Regions from separate parts of the Mus musculus genome. Here region 1 is linked to region 2. Evidence: chromatin contacts called from public promoter capture Hi-C data. All regions are on one chromosome and are shown on one strand. Each heading gives the region's core, a stretch centred on a gene start, on an enhancer-like site or on the middle of the called end of the contact. The rest is flanking DNA. Distances are from core to core; before and after follow the strand shown. Region 1 holds the start of Arvcf (armadillo repeat gene deleted in velocardiofacial syndrome). Region 2 holds the start of Eif2b5 (eukaryotic translation initiation factor 2B, subunit 5 epsilon).

Region 1 (4,455 bases), core at 952-3,451, 2.2 Mb after region 2:
TTCTGCTCAATGACGAGTACCTGCCCCAGCCAAACCATCCCTCCTTACCCATGACAAGAACGCACTGACTGTTCCTATGAACACTGATGTGTTCATACACGTGGACACAGCTCATGTCTGGACTGCCCTGCAAAACCATTTCCATCTACCAGTGCCCTTCTGGGTCTAGGTGTCACTATCCCATGACTACGTGGCCCTCAGATCTCCCTCAGAGCTCAAGAAATCTCTACCTCCTCCCCAACTGTGCATCCTGACAACCAGCCAAGAAGGAGCAGAGCCCTGGCTTTCCAGCTAGGCATGTGTTGGAGCTCCAGGCTCCTGTGGTGTGAAGGGAGCTCAGCCTGAACCCCTGTGCTGCACAAAGAAGGATGGGGTACGTCGTCGCCCTGCTCCTGTGGAAGCCATGCAGAGGGTGCCTGGGACAAGAAAAGGCGACCTGGAAGGGGAGGGGAGGGAGAGAATGAATGTCGGGAGCCACAGAGCACAGACTGAGCGGGGAGGAGTGTAGCAGCTGGGACATGGGAGAGCCTTGGTCACCAGCGTCTGTGCAGACAAGTGCTGAGGATGGCACATCTAAGAGGCCCCAAGTGGGCACTGGCTTGGCCGTGCTCGGAAGCACCTCTGTCATCATGCCAAGTTTTTCCTGCCTGACCCCAAATGGAAAGTGGTCATAGACAACAAGAAGCATCAAATACCTCAGATGACACAAACTTGTAGGTTCAGGCCTTTTCAGATAGCTAATATCTCTCTAGACCACCTGTTTCTGAAGCAAACTTAACCTCAGAACACAGGGACCAACTTCAACATCCTGGTATATCCTCAAGATCCTGAGACACTCCCCAAAGCAGGCAACACTTGCTCTGGATAGACTACCCGGGTCCTGGACCAAAAGAGAGGTAGAAGGACTGGGGATCCCAGTGTGGAATTACAGGCACTCAATGCATAGCTGGTCCTACTTAGGGAAAAGATATTCCCAAAGACAATTTGGGTATGGCTCCATCCCTTAGCTTTATAAAAGTAAGCATGTGTTTTGCATTTCGGATTGTTAGCCCACATTAAGAGTCTAGCCTAAGAGTTAACACAAACAGAAGCATTTTCTTTCTTTTCCATCATTTCTAAATGTCTGAATCCTCAGAGACAGTCCCCTAGTACCTTAGACACTGATACCTGACACTGAAACAAATAGTTAAATATTGAATATAAGTAGCATTTAATTATTTAAAAATTAAAAGGGGAAAGCCATGGTATCCAGGCCTCCTGAAGCAGAGCAACTCCAGACTTGCATATTCTCCAGGGCTGGTGTCCCACTGAGGAATGTAGGGGTATCTAGGGAGGAGATTCAAGCAGGGACACCAGACAAGGGATTCCCAGCAGCGCCTCCTCTCTCTTTTGTGAGGCCTTAGGAGCATCGTCGCTGCGTAGGGACATTCCCTTGGCATCGCCAAGACCCTGCGCTCACCAACAGCCGTACCACCCCGGGAAGTTCCCCAGCCTCGCCGCCCGAGTCCTGGTAAAGTTTCCATAGCCGTCGGGTCCCTGCTTGCAGGCTCTGCAGTGGCTCGCGGAGGGCAAAGCTGTGGGAGCTGGGTCCAGTTCATCCCGGAGGCTGAACAGCCCGGAGGCTGAAGCCGGCGCCGTAGCCAGGTTGGACAGAGCCCTGAGGTCATGCACAAAGGGACCCGCCCCCAACCACCCGGGTCTCTGGGGACCCGTCGTGTGCTAGAGCGCGGGTGAGCAGAAGAACCAGCTTCCGAGCCCCACCCAGACCTAAAGTCCGAGCCCAGGACCCTGTCCCTATCTTAGTCCGCATCTCAGTCTAGACACTATACCAGCTCGCTCCCCCAGGACCTACCCCTAATCCTGGCCGGGGCCCGAGTGTCCAGCCCCAGGCCCACAGCCGGACCCCGCCCACCCGGCCGAGCTCACCTGGCGCGCGGCGTGGGCGGCTCCGCAGCGCGGCCTCCGCCCCCAAGACAGGCGTCCCCAGGTCCCCCGGTGCGCGGGGAGCGGCCTCTCCAGCGCCCAGCACCGAAAGTGGCTCCCGGGGCCACAACTTGTGCTTGTGAGGAGGTGAGGGGGGGAACACTCCTCCTCCCCTACTGGAGCAGCCAGCAAGCAGGCTAGCCCTCCTACCCCTCCCGCTGCCCGTGCGCAAAGCGGACCTGGCCGGAGACGAGGCCTCCGCCCCGCCCCATCCAACTGCGAATTTTCCCATTGGTAGAGAGACGCGCCCCGCAACCCGCACCGATTGGATGGATGTGCAGAGATTGCGGCTTGCTGTTGGGTTCCTGGTATTGTCAGTCTTAGCCCAGGTCGGCCCCCTAGCAGAGCAGGCCCTGACACCTGCCCGGAATGCTGTGGCTGCAGCAGCTGCAGGAGGCTCGGAGTTGCCCCCTCCCGGCCATCTTCAGAGGAGTTCTGGGGATAGTAGGCCCTGAGCTGGAACTTGCAGGGCAGGCGGTCACTCCCGGATTCCAGCAGCGTTGTCTCCATCTCCACCCCAAGTTCCCAGGTATCCTGCTGTTAACCGGACATTGAGCGTCGATTCCTTTCTATTGGCATAGAATGGTATTTATCTTACACTCCGCAAGTGTAAAGATAAATCCCATTTTACAGATAGAAAATTGAGGCTTTAGGCAACCAGGGCGTGAACCCAGTCGTTGGACTTCCAGCCTTGGGGGCTCTCTCACTGTCCCCATAACCCCTGCAGCAAGGACGAACAAGGTCAGCTAGGCTGGTACAAAGTGGGGATGGTTGCAGTGATTTTGAGGGCAAAAGCAGACTCTAGAAAAACTAGAGCTTTTTTTCTTCTATGAAGCCTGTATTTACAGAGCCTTTGGGCACTCCCTACAGCTGCATGAGACTGCTCTTTCCCCGGGGCAATGAAAAGCGTCCTCTTCCCGGGAAAGGGGAATTATGTGTTTATCTCTTCCCCACTACACCCTGGTGTCCCGATTTCCTCTGCCCTGCTTTGAGTCTTGGAGAAATATCAAGGAGCTTTATCCACTGCCTGAAAAGATAAACACATATTTCCCTACTAGGTAAAGCACACCAAACACATCTCTGCAGTGACATAAGGCAGTGGAGGGGACCCACGGGGGATGCTGTAACATAAACAGGAGATGGAAGTGCAGACTGTGGAAATGAATCTGGCCTGTGCTTGCTCAGAAGCCTCTTATCCTGAGTGCACTGGAAATGAGCAACTCTTCTGGGCTGTCGGTGTTTCCCAAGGCCCCTTACAGATAGTGCTAATGGAGGCCAGGGTGTGTGTGTGTGTGTGCGTTTGTGTGTGTAGGGGGTCTACCCAGATGGTCATATTTCACCCACCTATGCTGAGTCCAGTGTGCTCACCCAATAAGGGTTGCTTGGTGAAGACAAAGAAAGTAAATGCCTGGAGCAGGAGCTCACTTCTGGGTCGCCTACAATACAAATTGATACCAGGAGCTTTTCAGAGTCAAGGCAGTTGCTACTAATCCGTTGGTATTGCTACTTGAAATGAACACCATTTGGCATCCTGGTATTGAGATATTGTTGCAGCTCTGGCAAGGCAGAGTGAGCAACTCTAAGAAAGCAGAGTCTTCCAAGAAGGTAGCTCTCTCTAGGTAAAGCTGTAACTACAGCTCTCTACTAACTACAGCTGTCTTTCTGGTTAAGTTGCTGTGTGGTGGGGACTCTCTTTCCTCAGTTAGAAGTGGATTTAGTCAATCCAGCTCTACCCTGGCCCGTACTCATCCTGGAGCACCTCTCTTGAAGACCCCATAGCTCTGGATCATACCACTTCCCCATACTTGCTGATGGGACAGAGGCTGAACAGGTTTTTCTCTGCTAGAAGAGGGCAAAAGGGAGACATAGCCTCCCAGTGTAGGAATGTCCCCTTTTAGAGACCTGGCTGCTTTAGAGCCTGATCATCAGCTGCATAGAGGAAATCAGGGTGGATAGAGACAGCTCAGATAGGTTTCAGGGCTGCTATCTTACAGTCTCCTTACCAGGGCCAATAATGAATATCTCCCCCCTTCTCTCTGCCTCTCTGTCTCTCTGTTTGTCTCTCTGTCTTTCTCTCTGTCTCTGTCTCTCTCTCTCTCACTGTGTGTGTGTTTCTTGCTCTGTCTGTCTCCCCCCCCCCCACTCCCCCCCCCACTCCCCCCCCCCCATCCTCCTTATCCATCCAGCTGCTGGCCATTTCTGTAGGGATAGTGCTGGGGAAAGCCACAGAGAGGAAGTGTTTGTCAGGAAGAACTTCCTAACTAGTTGGCACTTAAATCCTAAAAAGGTGTTTACAAAAAGTGGTGAGCTCCCATTCGAGGAATGAACAATGAGCCAGACTCAAATGGGAGAGAATGTCAGAGTGCATAACTATTAAAAAAAAAAAAATAGGGGCAGGAATTGGATCCCCTTCCCCTAATTTGGACTGCCTAGTTGGGCCTCAGAGGGAGAGGGTGTGCTGGGATTAGATGT
Region 2 (4,034 bases), core at 1,389-3,888:
GTCACGGAGGACGTCTCCTAGTGATCGGTATAGCTCTGATGTGATTATCCGAACAACGTTGGGGGACGTAGGATGGCACCACTTGGATTTCCTGTAGGAAAGTGATGAGAGGAACAGTAAATTAAACAGATGGTCACAGACCTGGCCTTCAACCTCCATCCAGCGTTTATACTCCTCTGTGGCTTTCCTGGGCTCCTGCCAGCGTCCCTGGTTTCAAAGAGTCCTATGAACCATAATGAATGGTTTCAGCGTCTAGTGTCATTAGTTTTATGTGTTTGAGAAATATGGCCATTTCCTTTCTATAACTTGACTCCTGTCTTCAAATATGAGTTTGAATTCAAGAGCTTATGAGATCTAGGGTATAAAAGTATTCTGGGAACATATATTTTTTTTTTCATGTCATCTTTCTTGTTCTGAGTCTCTATCAACTTTAAACACCGTAACATGGAAAACATGTTGGGTATATATTAGTCTTTATTTCCCAAACTCATAAATTCCCAGACTAACTCTTCCAAATTTTAACAAGCATCTCTTAAGAACTTACTGTGGGCTTGAAACTAAGGTGGGCGGAGGACACAGAGGGGAGGAGCTTGTTCCAAATACAGACAGTATTTGGAAATTTGGTGGAAAAATAAAGATGCCCTTCCAATAACATACACTCTGGAGCCATCAAACAAAAAGCAAAACTCACAGGAACAAACTTTGAAAGACTCAGAAATTATCAAAAGATGGCCTAGTTGGCTATCACTGGAAAGAGAGGCCCATTGGACTTGCAAACTTTATATGCCCCAGTACAGGGGAACGCCAGGGCCAAAAAGTGGGAGTGGGTGGGTAGGGAAGTGGGGGGCAGGGTATGGAGGACTTTTGGGATAGCATTGGAAATGTAATTGAGGAAAATACGTAATAAAAAATATATATTAAAAAAAGAAAGAAAGACTCAAAATCACAGGCAAGCCTTTAATTTTGGTCCCTGGGACCTCAAGGCAAAGGAAGCTGCAGCAGTTTACCTCGGGACACGTGACGAGAACACTAAACCTCACAGGAGCTCAGAACAGATTCAGTGTTCTCCTCCTCACATCAACTCTATCCTGGAAGAACTGAAAAAAGACGGAGAATCCTGGAAAGGAAAAATTATGAAGCCTTACTGTAAGTGTTCTTTGATCTGAGCAGCTTTCCAGCAGCAAAAGACAAATGTTTCCTGTACACCCGTGGCAGTCAGGAACTCCAGAGTATAGTCAATTAGCGCAACGTTGGCCAGGGGCAAGAGGACCTATAGGGCAGGAAAGAAAAAGTCTGAGATCTTCAAGTCAGGATTATACTTTGGTATACTTTGGTTTGCAGACACTATAATCGACTTTATCCTTTTATTCTAAAGCAAACAGGCTCTAAGGGTCAGTCTAAGGCTCTGGAATTTGAGCCTAGTAGGCATGGTATCAGACACAAACATGTTCTAGGAGCCCAGTGCTGGCATTAAGGACAAATGTTGGCCCTAAGTCATAGCTCTAGAACTCTAAGCACTAAGGTCTTCTTCATAGAATTTCCTTCTATTGTTCTATTGCCACTAAGAGTCACAGAAATCATTCAAACACTTGTCAAAAATGAACAGTCGTTAGCCTTAGGAATTCTTTTTTTTTTTTTTTTTTTTTTGTGGTTTTTTGAGACAGGGTTTCTCTGTATAGTCCTGGCTGTCCTGGACCTCACTTTGTAGACCAGGCTGGCCTCGAACTCAGAAATCCGCCTGCCTCTGCCTCCCGAGTGCTGGGATTAAAGGCGTGCGCCACCACGCCCGGCTATTAGGAATTCTTAAGTCAAAGGCAAATCCCTATTTGAATGAACTATGGATTGCTGAGCGACCCAGTAGTCTGCAAGCGCAATGCCTATTTCCTATGTCTAGGTAATTCCTAGACTGATGGCAACCCACTGGGGTCCCCTTTCAGCAGATGGGAGGAAAACAGCCTGCTGAGAGCTAGCCTTTTTTCCTTTAGGAATATATTACCATTGCCTTTATCTAAAGCAATTTCTTTAAATTGCCCATGTCCTGCAAGGTTAAAGACAGTGGAGGCCCCTCTTGTGCTACTAAATCCCCCGGGGAAGCCTTCTTTCAAGCATTGATTCTACACACAGCCCTCTCCATCCTTCCCAAGGCTGGGTGTATAGCCCTGCGAGAATCCATGTGTGCTAGTTACTCATCTGATCGGACAGCCTCCGAGGTTTCAGTCGGTCTCTCCACCTTTTCCTAACCAGATAAGCTCAACTTGAGGGTAACTTCCAGAGCACGCTTCACTAACCAGCTGCAGTGGCAACCTGCGGCCCCGCTACCCTCGAGGCCGGCAGACTGCTCGCGAGCCGGGTGCTCACCCGAGGCTGGTCCTTGGAGATGGGGAAGAAGCGGCGGTTGAAGCTATCGGCCACTAGAACTGCCTGGAGGGGCGGCGGCGGCTCCTCCTCCGCACCTTGGGTTCCCCCGCCGCCCGAGCCGCCGCCGCCGCGTTTGCTCGCTCGGCCGGCCGCAGCGCCAGGCACCGCCGCAGTGGCTGCCATCTTGCTTCGCAGCCAGCACGTCCGCCGGGAAGTCACACGGCACGCAGTAGGGGACAAAAAGGACTCACAGTCAAAACGCGAAGGTGTAGTTGCAGGGAGAGAAAGAGGAAGGAATGCGCATGTGTGTACCAGCAGACCCCACCCACCCCGTGCAAGACCAGGGCGTGGCTGACCGCAGTAGGTGCTACTGGGAGGTGTATGCACCCCAGAGGGGTGAGATCCCACCGTTGTCTACTTAGTCAGTGAGTGCTGTTGGATTGGACAAGCTAAGAAGGCAGCGAGCTGGATAGGCTTGTGATCGCTGGGCAGGAGCCTACAGCTCCTCTGCCCAGAGTAGGATAAAATTTGTAGTTCTCAGGGATTGGAGAGATCACTCAACAGTTAAGAGCACTTACTGCTCTTGCAGAGGATCCACGTTCTGCGCCTGGCGCTCACGTGGTAGCAAGCAACTATTCACAATTGCAATTCCAGGGTGTCCGACACACTTTCGACCGGGCACTGGATGCCTGTGGAAAACACTCATCCACATAAATCTAAATATAAAATGAAGCTCCCCACTTGCAGTCTAGTAATCTAAGGGGATCTGGCATCTTTGGGAGGGAAACCACGATCTGCACAAATACTGGACATGGAGGCAGGCTGTAGATTTTTACTGAACACACACCTATTATGGGTGCTCCCTCCCCCCTTGCCAGAAATACGACCTAGAGCGACAGGCATTTCTTAAACCCTCAAATCGGAACCAAGGGAGCACGCCCAACTAGTGAGTGGAAAAACTGCTGCTGGAGCTCATCTGACTCCCATGGTTCTGAAAGAGTAGTAAACTCAGTGCTCCAAGGTATGCTAATCATAAAACAGATAGCGACATTCCTCCACCCACCGGCTTCCTGGGTTCAAAGAGTGTTAATTCAAAGAAAGTCACCCTGACCCACTCTGACCATTGCTGGAACCTGCAATGCAAATGTGCTATCGTTAGGGGCTCTTAGAAACTGTCTTGAGAGTTAACAATTACCAGGTATTCCTTGTGACACCTGTGACTCTGTACTTCCTTGTGACTCTTAACTGGTATTTTTGGTATTTTCCAACAACGCCCTTCCCACCTCCTTGAGTTGTGGTTCCTTCCTTTAAATACCCCCTTATCCAGCTACTCGGGGCGCCACAGTCCTCTACCCCTGCGTGGTGTATGACCGTGGGCCCGAGAGCGCTCTTGAATAAAAATCCTCTTGCAATTTGCAGCAAGACCGTTTCTCGTTGGTGATTTTGGGGTGTCGCCTCTCCTGAGTCAGAACGTGGGGGAGTCCTCACGTTGTGGGTCTTTCAGTTCCACAAGCGTTATCCCAGATGAGGCTGGATCTAAGAGCAGGAGTAAACTGGGTAGGACTGGGGCGTAGTAGCAAGCTTTTCAGGCTAGACTGAAGTGGAGCAGCAGGTTTTGGTAAAAGAAGCCGTGGCCGCAGTTTATAAATCAAGCTTAAGGCGGAGGAAGCAATGGC

What was found. Capture Hi-C pulls out chosen DNA fragments and counts their contacts.
Region 1: a contact with region 2 is called in a promoter capture Hi-C map of liver, with 2.4 times the contacts expected there. The contact joins the promoter of Arvcf here to the promoter of Eif2b5 in region 2. A contact is called at or near these places in 1 of 39 promoter capture datasets (hippocampal neurons) and 1 of 9 other capture datasets (liver).

Annotation. Positions count from the first base shown.
Region 1 is chr16:18,345,928-18,350,382 of GRCm38.p6, reverse strand. It overlaps Arvcf (armadillo repeat gene deleted in velocardiofacial syndrome), which reads right to left and starts at 2,201. Exons shown (of 18, transcript NM_001272029.1): 1 at 1,927-2,201. It also overlaps a transcript of Tango2 not described here.
Region 2 is chr16:20,497,421-20,501,454 of GRCm38.p6, reverse strand. Eif2b5 (eukaryotic translation initiation factor 2B, subunit 5 epsilon) reads right to left here and starts at 2,638. Exons shown (of 16, transcript NM_172265.2): 1 at 2,359-2,638; 2 at 1,146-1,270; 3 at 1-91. The coding sequence starts at 2,541.